Regions from separate parts of the Mus musculus genome. Here region 2 is linked to region 1. The links are chromatin contacts, called in public promoter capture Hi-C maps. All regions are on one chromosome and are shown on one strand. The core of a region is the stretch at or near the end of the contact, and the rest is flanking DNA. Distances in the headings are between cores, read along the strand shown. Region 1 holds the start of Dnaja4 (DnaJ heat shock protein family (Hsp40) member A4). Region 2 holds the start of Hykk (hydroxylysine kinase 1).

Evidence for each region. Capture Hi-C pulls out chosen DNA fragments and counts their contacts.
Region 2: a promoter capture Hi-C map of adipose tissue shows a contact between it and region 1. The contact joins the promoter of Hykk here to the promoter of Dnaja4 in region 1. A contact is called at or near these places in 6 of 39 promoter capture datasets (the C10 cell line, embryonic stem cells, liver and 2 more), 3 of 115 datasets of contacts at active chromatin or transcription factors (embryonic stem cells and memory CD8 T cells) and 3 of 9 other capture datasets (adipose tissue, liver and pancreatic islet).

Annotation. Positions count from the first base shown.
Region 1 is chr9:54,696,510-54,701,350 of GRCm38.p6, forward strand. It overlaps Dnaja4 (DnaJ heat shock protein family (Hsp40) member A4), which reads left to right and starts at 3,050. Exons shown (of 7, transcript NM_021422.4): 1 at 3,050-3,351. The coding sequence starts at 3,220. It overlaps Gm46113 (a long non-coding RNA gene), which reads right to left and starts at 2,211. Exons shown (of 2, transcript XR_001779175.2): 1 at 1,276-2,211; 2 at 136-377.
Region 2 is chr9:54,915,117-54,920,257 of GRCm38.p6, forward strand. Hykk (hydroxylysine kinase 1) reads left to right here and starts at 2,174. Exons shown (of 5, transcript NM_177351.4): 1 at 2,174-2,742.

The DNA.
Region 1 (4,841 bases), core at 1,800-4,299:
AGGCCCATACTGTGCCTTCTGGTTGTACCAGTCACTTAAAAGTTTCCCCATCTGGAAAATATAGTAGTGGAATGGGCCCACAGTCCCAAAATTGTACTCATTTAAGTACCACCAGGCTCTCTTTATACTCACAAGTCAGTACTATCATGTTTATTATCTCTAAGGAAACATTGTTCACTGAGACTGGGAAACCAACGCCATCTGCAATAAAGATTTGGGGAAGGGATAGCAACCATGAAGATAAACATGTAACTGATAAGAGATGTGCAGCCTCAAATCCTCATAGGTAAAATTCTAGACAGATCAAGTCATCAAAGTCATTGTCAAAGACAGATGTGGAAGCAGGAGGATCAGAGTGTTCATTGTTATTCTTGGAACTGAAAGACAAACAAAAACAAGAGAAACAAAGCTAACACTTATAGAACTGGTGAGGACAGATTTTGGTCAGTAAAAAATTTTGCCAAGAGTTCCATATGAAGAGATTTCAACTTCTACTTGCATAAAAGAACCTGGATGTTTACAGAAAGCATGAGGGCAGAGGGAGAAGGATAGGAAGGGCTTATACATGGTCTGGGAGGAAGAAATTTTAAAGGTGTGGTTGGTGTAAACAAGACTGGCTACTATGTGCACTGTGAGCCTGCAGCGATCAGTCAAGTCCACCCTCTGAAGAAGACTTGGAGCCAGAGGCCCTAATCCCAGATGTGGGCCAGAACAGTCAGTTCTTTGGCAGGCCTGAGCATTTCAGGTAGGGATTTTAAGGGAGGTGAGGGTCATCTTAGATATACAGCTTTTACAGACCTAGACTGGAAAATGCTCAGAGGAACAGTGTAAAGGTTGGTAAAGGGAATTTTTTATCCATGTTTAGCTAAGGTGTAAAGATTTTTCTTTAAAAATTCAAGCCTTTAAATATAGCACTTGAGAGTCTAAGACATGTGGATCTCTGTGAGTTCAAGGTCTATAGAGTGAGTTCTAGGACAGTCAAGAATGCAGAATGAAACCTTGTCCATAAAAAAAAAAAAAGAAAGAAAGAAAGAAAGACAGAAAGACAGAAAACCCATCAGTCAGTAATACTATGCTGGGTGACGCACAACAGTACACACCTGTAACAACATTTGGAAGGCTAAGAACCCAAGTTTAACTAGCCAATAAACTGAGAACTCTGTTTCTAGGCTCTAACCACACCTGAGCCATCTTTCTCCCATGCCCCTCCTACCAATGCCACTGGTCCACAGAACTGAATCTGGGTAGAGCCGTGAAGCTGTGCTGTGTTCTTACCTCTAGTTCCAACACTAGACCCACTTGACAGGGGCCTGCACTCTACCTGGAAGCTCTGTAGTAACTGGGGTGTAGCCTGGAGTTTTAGAAGTTTTCAGATGAGCTAACTGCAATGCCTCCCATCTATAATCCCAGCATTTGGGAGCCTGGGGCAGGAGGATCCTAAGTTTAAGGGCAGTCAAAGCTATGTTGCAAGACCTTGTTTCAAAGGCAACAAAACGGGGGAAAAAAGAAAAGAAAAAAAAATGTTTCTAAGTGAGCAAGCCAGGTTCTTGTCAGGAGCTTTATAGCTATCATTCTCTTTGATCTTTGCAGATGTCCTGAGAGAAAGATGGGCACTTGACAGTGATCATGTCCCAGAAGTGGAGAAATAAGCCCGACGGCAGAGATTTGTGTAGAGAAGACACAGGAAAATGGAGTCACAAATTCCTGACCTCCTGTCCTGAATCTGCCCAAAAGTGACTGTTCTATAGGAGCAAGATCCAGAAAGTGGATTCTCATGTTCCCCGGAAAAGAAGCTAGCGGCTTGGCTTAATTTCTCATGGGTATTAAGTCGTTTGTATCCCTATTGCGCGCATGAAAGAGGAGCTTCAGCCACCAGATCAAAACCCAGGCCAGTGGACTCCAGGGAGCTGGCCAGGGTGGCTTCCTCTCCTGGATAAAGTGTTGCACCACGAGAAGCCTAAGTAGGCCAGAAGGGTCTGCAGTATTCTGATAGCGCTGCAGCAGCAAGTCCACACCCACATGTTTTGAGTAGTCTTAATCGTGGCATCCGTTGAAAGCAGCCTAGAGAAGTAGAAGATTGGACCGCCTGGTCTTGTAGGCTTCAGTGCCCGGTAGAGCTGCAATACTGGTTCGATGGCTCTGCCTTGGCCCATTTGTGCATTGATATGTGTGTGTATGGGGGTGGGGGTGGGGTGGGGATTCCCACTCCTGAAAAAAAAGAGAGATCACTGCTCATCCTTGAAAGACTTGGAAATAATGTCACTGTTCACAGGTGATAGACGTCATCACTGCTCACAGCTGGGAAACGTCACTCCTCACCCTTGGGGTACTTATGAGGTTTCCAGCTGTGGGCAATAGAGAGGCCAGTGTCCAAACTCAGGCCACCTAAAGGCCACTGTTCACATCTTCAAAGGCTAATGGTCACCCAGCCTTCAAGATGCCTAGGGGGAACCAGCCACCGCAGGATCTCGACGCCACCACAGAAGGCAGCCATTCACTCCAACACCCCCCAAAATGCAACAATCCAAGGCAGACCCCAGAGCACACCCCCGCAGTGACCGAACAGAAGGGGGCCACACCCCGAGGCAGAGGCCGGGTGGGGTCCGCGCGTCCGCTGACCTCCCAGTCCAAGCTCTCCTCTGCCCAGGGTTCGCGCACACGAGGCCCTCCTGCAGGCCATCGGATCCCAGAGCGACCCAACCCCGCGGACCCACGCAAGGGCAAGGGGACGGCCTCGGGGCGGCGTGACAATCGGCAGCGAACGACTTCCACCACGAAGCCCGAAACCTCCACGCCGAAGCCCCCCACCCCCGAGCACCCCAACATGGCCCGTGGCGGCAGTCAGAACTGGAGCTCCGGGGAGTCGGACGGCCAGCCAGAGGAGCAGACTTCAGAAGAGAACGGGTGAGCGCGCGCGCCCGGCCGGAGGACCGAGCCCCGGAGCCGCCGGAACCTCCGCGAACGTTCTGGGCCTATGTGGCGTCACGCCTCCTGGCGGAACCTTCCGCCGGCGCCGAATAAAAGCCGGCGGCGGAGGTACCGGCGGCTCGAGTGCGGCGGTGCCGGGAGCGCAACTGGGTCCCGGGCTCACGCTCGGGACGGAGCCCCGGGAAGCGGCCGCGACCGAGACGGTGACGCGCAGGCCGGCGTCGGGGGCACGGGCCGGGGGCGTCGGGGGCGCGCTGACCCGCTTCGTCCGCCCCACCCCGCAGAGACAAGATGGTGAAGGAGACCCAGTACTATGACATCCTGGGGGTGAAGCCCAGCGCGTCCCCGGAGGAGATCAAGAAGGCCTATCGGAAGCTGGCGCTCAAGTACCACCCGGACAAGAACCCGGATGAGGGCGAGAAGGTGCGGGGCCCCGCGGGGTGTCGGGGTTACGGGAGGACCCGGGCTGTGAATTATTGAAGGCGACGCAGAGGCTCTCTCCAGGAGCCGCGCCAGCCCGAGGGAGGCCGCGGGGCGCAGTCAGTCGGGGGCACCTAGCAAGGCTAGGTGCGGGGCGCCAGTGCCAGCAGCCATCCGCACCTTCGTTCGCTCTACAAGTGTTTCTGGAGCCCCTGCTTCCGGGCTGTGAGGACCCTGACGGGGATCCGTGCTGACCTCTGGGAGCACAGCTCTCTGAGGCAGCCCTGGCATTCCTGTGGGAGAAGACACCGGCAAACCAGAAACCCTGGCACCGGTGAACAGAAGCTATGTGCTTGTTGGGGACCCCCCCCGGCAGCGAAATATTGTGTTTCTGTTCCGCGTGTTGCATAAGCCCTAGGGATGAGTTCCTGTGATCTGACTTGTACCTTAGACAAACCCAGCGTCCCTCTTGAGAGGGACTGAGTGGATATGATCTGTGAGGGCCACCTCCTGCCTGATACAGTTTTCAGACACGGAATCATCACTTTTTTTGTCGTTATTAATCAGGGGTGCAGAAGTCTGTAACCCGACACATCTGCTTATAGTGAGAACTCCAGGTTTCCTGTGACAAATGACCCACGGTTGACCATAAGTACTGACAGATAATAGGCTGAAGTGCTCTGCAACTGGTGTCCTAATTTGAACCTTTTCCATCCTGTTTACAGAAATAAGGCATTCTTCATTTTGTTCCCAAAGCGGAAATGGCCCACCTGAATAGGAGACTCAAAGTACCAGCCATTGCAAGGAGAGTTGGCTAGCTAGTCTGTTTCACTTCTTGTCGTTTAAGAAAACAAAACAAACCCCCAAGGAAACCAAACAAAAAACCCACTTTGGCTGCCCCAGATGAATCTGGGGAGCCAGCGCCATGGTGGGAGCGCATAGCAGTCACACCTGGATCACTTTTGGAGCCGCTGATCACCCTGTCTAGCATTTAGACCTGGGGAAATGACACTCGGATCAAAATACCTGTCTGCATTAGTAATTCCAAGCTGGAGCAGGCAGACTGCTGAAGGTTGGCTGTGGCAGCAATGATAGAATATTTATATTTAGCCACATGTGCCGAATGAATGTGGCTGTCACAAGTTTAGAATGCCTCCCTGTAAAGACCATTATACCCATTTGTGTCCCTTCTCGTCTATATTTAGGTGGCTTACTGTAGCTTTTTAAGTCACCAGCTTTCTGTGTTGTGTTGGTGATTCACAGACTTGTTCAGTTCAGTTACAGATCGCTGACCTTTTTTGATATTTTTGTGTGTATGGGTATTTTGCCTGGATATATCTTTGTGTACCACATGCCTGCCTGGTGCCCTTGGAGGCCAGAAGAAGGTGTTGAATCCTCTGGAACTTAAGTTACAGATGGTTGTTACATTGGTGCTAGGAATCAAACCTTGGTCCTCTGAAAGAACAGCCATTTCTCCATCCCTCCATCTCTCC
Region 2 (5,141 bases), core at 924-3,423, 220 kb after region 1:
TGGGATTAAAGTTATGCGCCACCACTGCCCTGCTCTGCTTCAACCTCTTAAGTGCTAGCATTACACACCCATCACTATACTGTGCAATATAGTTCCAAAAAGTGTCCAGGGATGTCTGAGGAAATGGCTCAGTGGGTAAGAGTACTTGCTGCCCAGACATAAAGACCTGAGTTCAGATCCAAAGAACCCATGAAAAAAACAGCCAAATTAATTTCTGTGTACATTTCTGCCACCCCAGTGCTGAGTCAGGGACAGAAGGATCACTGGAGCTTTCTCACTGCCAACCCAACTGAAAAAATTAACTCCAAATGAGAGGCCCTGTCTCAAGGGGAAAAGCACAGATCAGGTACTGGAAAAGATGGAAAATCCTCTTCACCAGTGTGTGTGCACATACATGTGTGGGCACACACATGCAAGCAGAATGTACAGGGAAATGGAAGCAGGTACAAACCAAAGAAGGCAATTGTGACGTCTGTTGTCCTGTGCCTTCAGTTTTCACAATTTCAGCATTCAATCCTCATTCTCATCTTTTTTTCCCCAGGCCGTGAGGAGAAAGAAAACGGATCAGTAGCAGTAGGAAAGTGAGAGAAGGTGTAGCGAATTCAGACACTGCAGAGAGGCCTCAGAAAGCAAACATGGTTACAGGAGACTCAAGTCACAGTCGCCAACATCAGAAAGTGCAGAAAGGTCGTCCCTATTTGAAGATTAGAAAAGAAATGTGCTAGGCAATGGTGAGGCATGCCTTCAATCCCAGCACTCCAGAGGCAGAAGCAGGTGTTCAAGGCTGGCCTGGGCTTCAGATGGAGTTCCTGGACAGCCAGGGCTACACAGAGAAATTCTGTCTCGAACCTCCCCACCTTCCCCCATCCCACACAAAGAAAAAGAAAAACAGATAAACATATTTCTAAAGGGGGCAAAGGAAATTTCTCATTACGATAGGTGTTGACGGGGATTGGAGAGACTATCCGAGTTAATAATCCCAGCACTTGGGAGGCAGAGGCAGGCAGATTTCTGAGTTCGAGTCCAGCCTGGTCTACAAAGTGAGTTCCAGGACAGCCACGGCTATACAGAGAAACCCTGTCTCGGAAACAACAACAACAACAATCATTCATCATCATCATCAGAGTAACGATAGCACCCATGAGTATGCCAGAACAAGAAAAAACAAGTGAGATATGCATACAGCACCATAACATAAGGAGAGCAAATTGCAAACCTGAGTGACAGGTGTACAGGACTCTTCCAGCAGGGAGTGCTCTGGTCTATCAAAAAGGTCCTGCTTAGCTGGAGGAAGGCATCCAGCTATGTGGCTTAGTGTGGTGGTTTGAATATGCTTGACCCAGGGAGTGGCACTATTTGGAGGTGTGGCCTTTCTGGAGTGGGTGTGGCCTTGGAGGAAACGAGTCGCTGTTGGCATGGGCTTTGAGACCCTACAAGCTGCCTGAGGATGCTGCTTTCTTTCTCTCTCTCTCTCTATTGTACTTCGTTACCCCGCTTAAAAACTGGTGCTACCGCCTAGATCCTGAACTGGGAGTTGGTAAGCACGGTCTGGTTAAGTAAGGGTCTATGCCCTTTAGACTTCAGTTCCCGCCAGCACAGACAGTGTAGGTCTGTTTAATAAATGAAGCCTTTTCAGATTGGGACATGCTAGTACAAAGACAGCGAGCCCCATTTCCTCACAGAGAGGGACCGATCCTTGTAGTTTCAGAACCAGGATTCCTTTCTGGGGAGAATGAACCTCTAGTCAACCTCTATGAAGATGGCCTTCAGGATACTCTCTTCTAGAAAGAGCTGGATGGAGTGAGGAAAGAAAGGCAAGATGCTATCTCTCCTGGCAGCTTGCTGACAGACTTGTGCTCCAAGTCGCTGCCAGGACTAAGCCAACCTGGTGAGAATTGACAGATACCACTCAAACCCCAAGGCCTACTAATTGGCTACTTGAGAGCCAATCAGAAACGAGTTTTGACTAGAGAGCCGAGATTGACAAGGTTGTCGGATTCCAGACAGCCAATCAGAAGCCAGATCTCTGAACTCTATTGGTGGGATGGAGAGGGTTGGGCCAGAACTGTCAGTAGTGTGTACTGACTGGGCGGAGGGATGTGGGAGGAGCCAATAGGAAGGCGGGGCTCGCAGCGGCGGCGGGTCCGGCCCCACCTCCTGCACCGCAACCACTAGCTGACTGAGGGGAGAGAGCAATCGGCCTCAGGACGTCCGGTCGCTGTGCGTGAGAGGAGGTGGAAGAGACTGAAGCGAGTCAAGGGTCTCTCTGAGGGGACATCCCCGAGAAGCGGCGGCGGGCTCCTGCAACCCTTGCGCTCCTCAAACTCACTGCGTGCTGACGCGGCAGGTCACTGCCCAGCCCCAGCCCTGCTGAGATTTCAGTGCGCAGTTTTGAGGGTCCCACCCTCCGCGGGCCTGCATGGTTTGGGGGTGGAAGCCATCCTAAGGCTCCTCTGGACCTGAGACAGGCCGGGAACGGGTTGTGGGCCACCTCCCTCCCATCGGCGTCTTTCGCTCCTCAGCAAGACCCCCTGGAAGTGAGTCTTGCTTCCAATCGCCCTTGGAGTGTAGAGTTCCTGCAGCCCGTGAGCTGTGAGTGGAGGCAACTCACGAAATAAGTGCAGGGAACATCACTGCCTGCTTCCCAAGCCTGGAAGCTCACAGCAGAGGGGTCGTCGAAGACAGACGTGGAGAAAGTGCTAAGGCAGAAGTCACAAAGACTTTGTAACACTTTAGGAGAAGGTGAGAGGAAAGACTAGTTTATGTATTATTATTATTTTATTCTTGTGTACTTTTCACCAAGTGCAGAGTGTAAGATCCACTCCCTCTCCATTCCCCTCTCATGCAGCGAAAAATTATGGAGTCTGGTGCAAACCTCCTGCTTAGAAGTCCTTACTGTTTGAGGTTGTTTTTGTTTGTTTGTTTGTTTGTTTGTTTCCGGCTCTAAATATTGTTGACAAGAAGTATACTAACATCTATATAGATTTCGATTCGCTCTCCACTCTCTCCACACATGGGGCGCATTTGATGAAAATGGATGTCTCTGTTGTTCTATTTTTATTTTTTAAGTTTTTTCTTTATGTGTATTTGCTTTCAGTAGCATGTTTCAATGTGTGTCCTTTTTTTTCAGGTTGTGGAGTTCTTTCTATATTCAGCAAAAAGGCTCAAAATTCTTCGTTGAACTCTTTTAGAGGCAGTGTGGCTAAAGTTACGGAGGTTGGCTGCCCAGCTGGTGCTAGGACTTTTCACAGCTCAGTAACTGTTTGGTACCAGGTTGTCCTGTGACCAGACCTGCCAACAGTACTTTGTAAACAGGACTTTGCTTTAACAAATAGGACTCTTCAAAGAGATAATTAACAAGCCCCCTTTAAGGACATGGGGATGTTTTCTGGAGATTGGCCTTCACCAATTGCCTTCAACAGTCTTCAATTTTAATAGCTTTTTCTTTTTGAGACAAAGTCTCTCACAGTAGCCGGGGCTAGCTTGGAACTCAATAGGTAGTCTGGACTGACCTTCAACTAGCAGCAATCTTATTGTCCTGTCTCTGGATTGGCAGGATAGCAGATGTGAGCTACCACACCCAGCTCCCTGTCAAATCCCTATCAAGCTCACTGTTGTTTTTAATACCCTTAAATTCTTTCAGACCTGAGAGGATTTCATCTTGGAGTTAGGGTTTCAGTTCACATTACATCCTGAGCACTAGCCTTATTCTATAAATATATTCAGAAGGAATGTTTAAAATTCCTTGTAAAGTCTTAGAGCCAAAAGCAGTGTAACAGGATGTATCAGTTTCCAGAAGTTTCAGGTGCAAAGATTCTTTTGAAGCCCTGTTTAGTCTTTGTGATCATAAGTTTAGTGTCAACACCTGAAGGGCTTAATTGGCTTCTGAAAGCAAATACTGTGGTCAGAAGGTAAACATGAGAAGTGTTTGTCAAGAATACAACAGCTTGGTTGGGCACATGTTTTACTTCGTAGAGACCTTGCCTAACATGCGCGAGGTCCCGAGTTTGATCCCTAGCGCCAAATAAGCCAAGCATGGTGGTACATGGGAGGTAGAGGCAGGAGGATCAGAAATTGAAGGCTATCTAATACGTTTAAGTCCAGCCCATGCTACTCAAAAACCGAAAACAAACATAAAAGAATACAACTCGGAATTGTAGGCATGTGCCGCTAAGCCTGGCATTCCCGTGGTTGCTATAGTTCCAAACTCCAGTTTCCATACTTACACATTGGCCACCATCCGAAGTGTGCCATCTTCCAAGCCCTCAGAGCTGAGGTCTCAGTGGAACTGAATATTAGTTTTGGACACATCTCTTAATGTCTTTGGACCTATGTTTCTCTGTAAAGTTGGCAGACGAGAGAAAAGATTGGATTAGATAATATAACAAAGTGCTTCTCTGACCCGCGTTTGTCCATAGAACTGTACCTTCAAGTTGTGAGGGAAATTTATAAATAACTTATGGCCCAGGATTTTTATTCATCTAACATATCTACTTCTATTTTGTTTGTTTTATTTGATACCAGGTCTCTCTATATTGCCTGGCCAGCCTAGAACTTGCTAGGTAGACCAAGCTGCCCTGGAATTTGAAATAGTCTCCCAGCCTCTGCCTTCCAGGTGCTGGGATTATAATGGCATGGACCATTATCCCCTGACAGAACATCAATTTTTTAAAGGTTATTTTAATTTTTAAATGTCTCTGTGCGGGTATGGTGCACATGTAACTGCAGATGTAGCACAGAGTGTAGCTGTCCAGCGGTCATAGATTAACTGGGTTACCTGCAAGGGGGGATGGAAATGAAAGGAATGGGGTGCAAGAGAAGGATGAAGCCAAAACAAAGTTTCTGCTCAAGGCTCAAAGTTTAATTTTGAGAATGCATTTATATAGGGAAAGCCCACAGACCCCATCCTTTGTTTCAGCTGAATGTTGCAAAGCAACTCACTGGGCAGTCTGCTCCTGTAGGAAATTGCAGGTGCGGCAAGGGCAAGGCAGAAGACTCCTCCTGGGTCGAGGTCCAACTGTGGCAAACACTTAAGATCTATTTGGCCCGCTCAAGGCTGGGGGAAGGGCACAGAGGAGTCCCCTGGAACTGGAGTTACAGGCGATGTAAGCCACACAATGTGAAAGCTGGGGACCAAATTC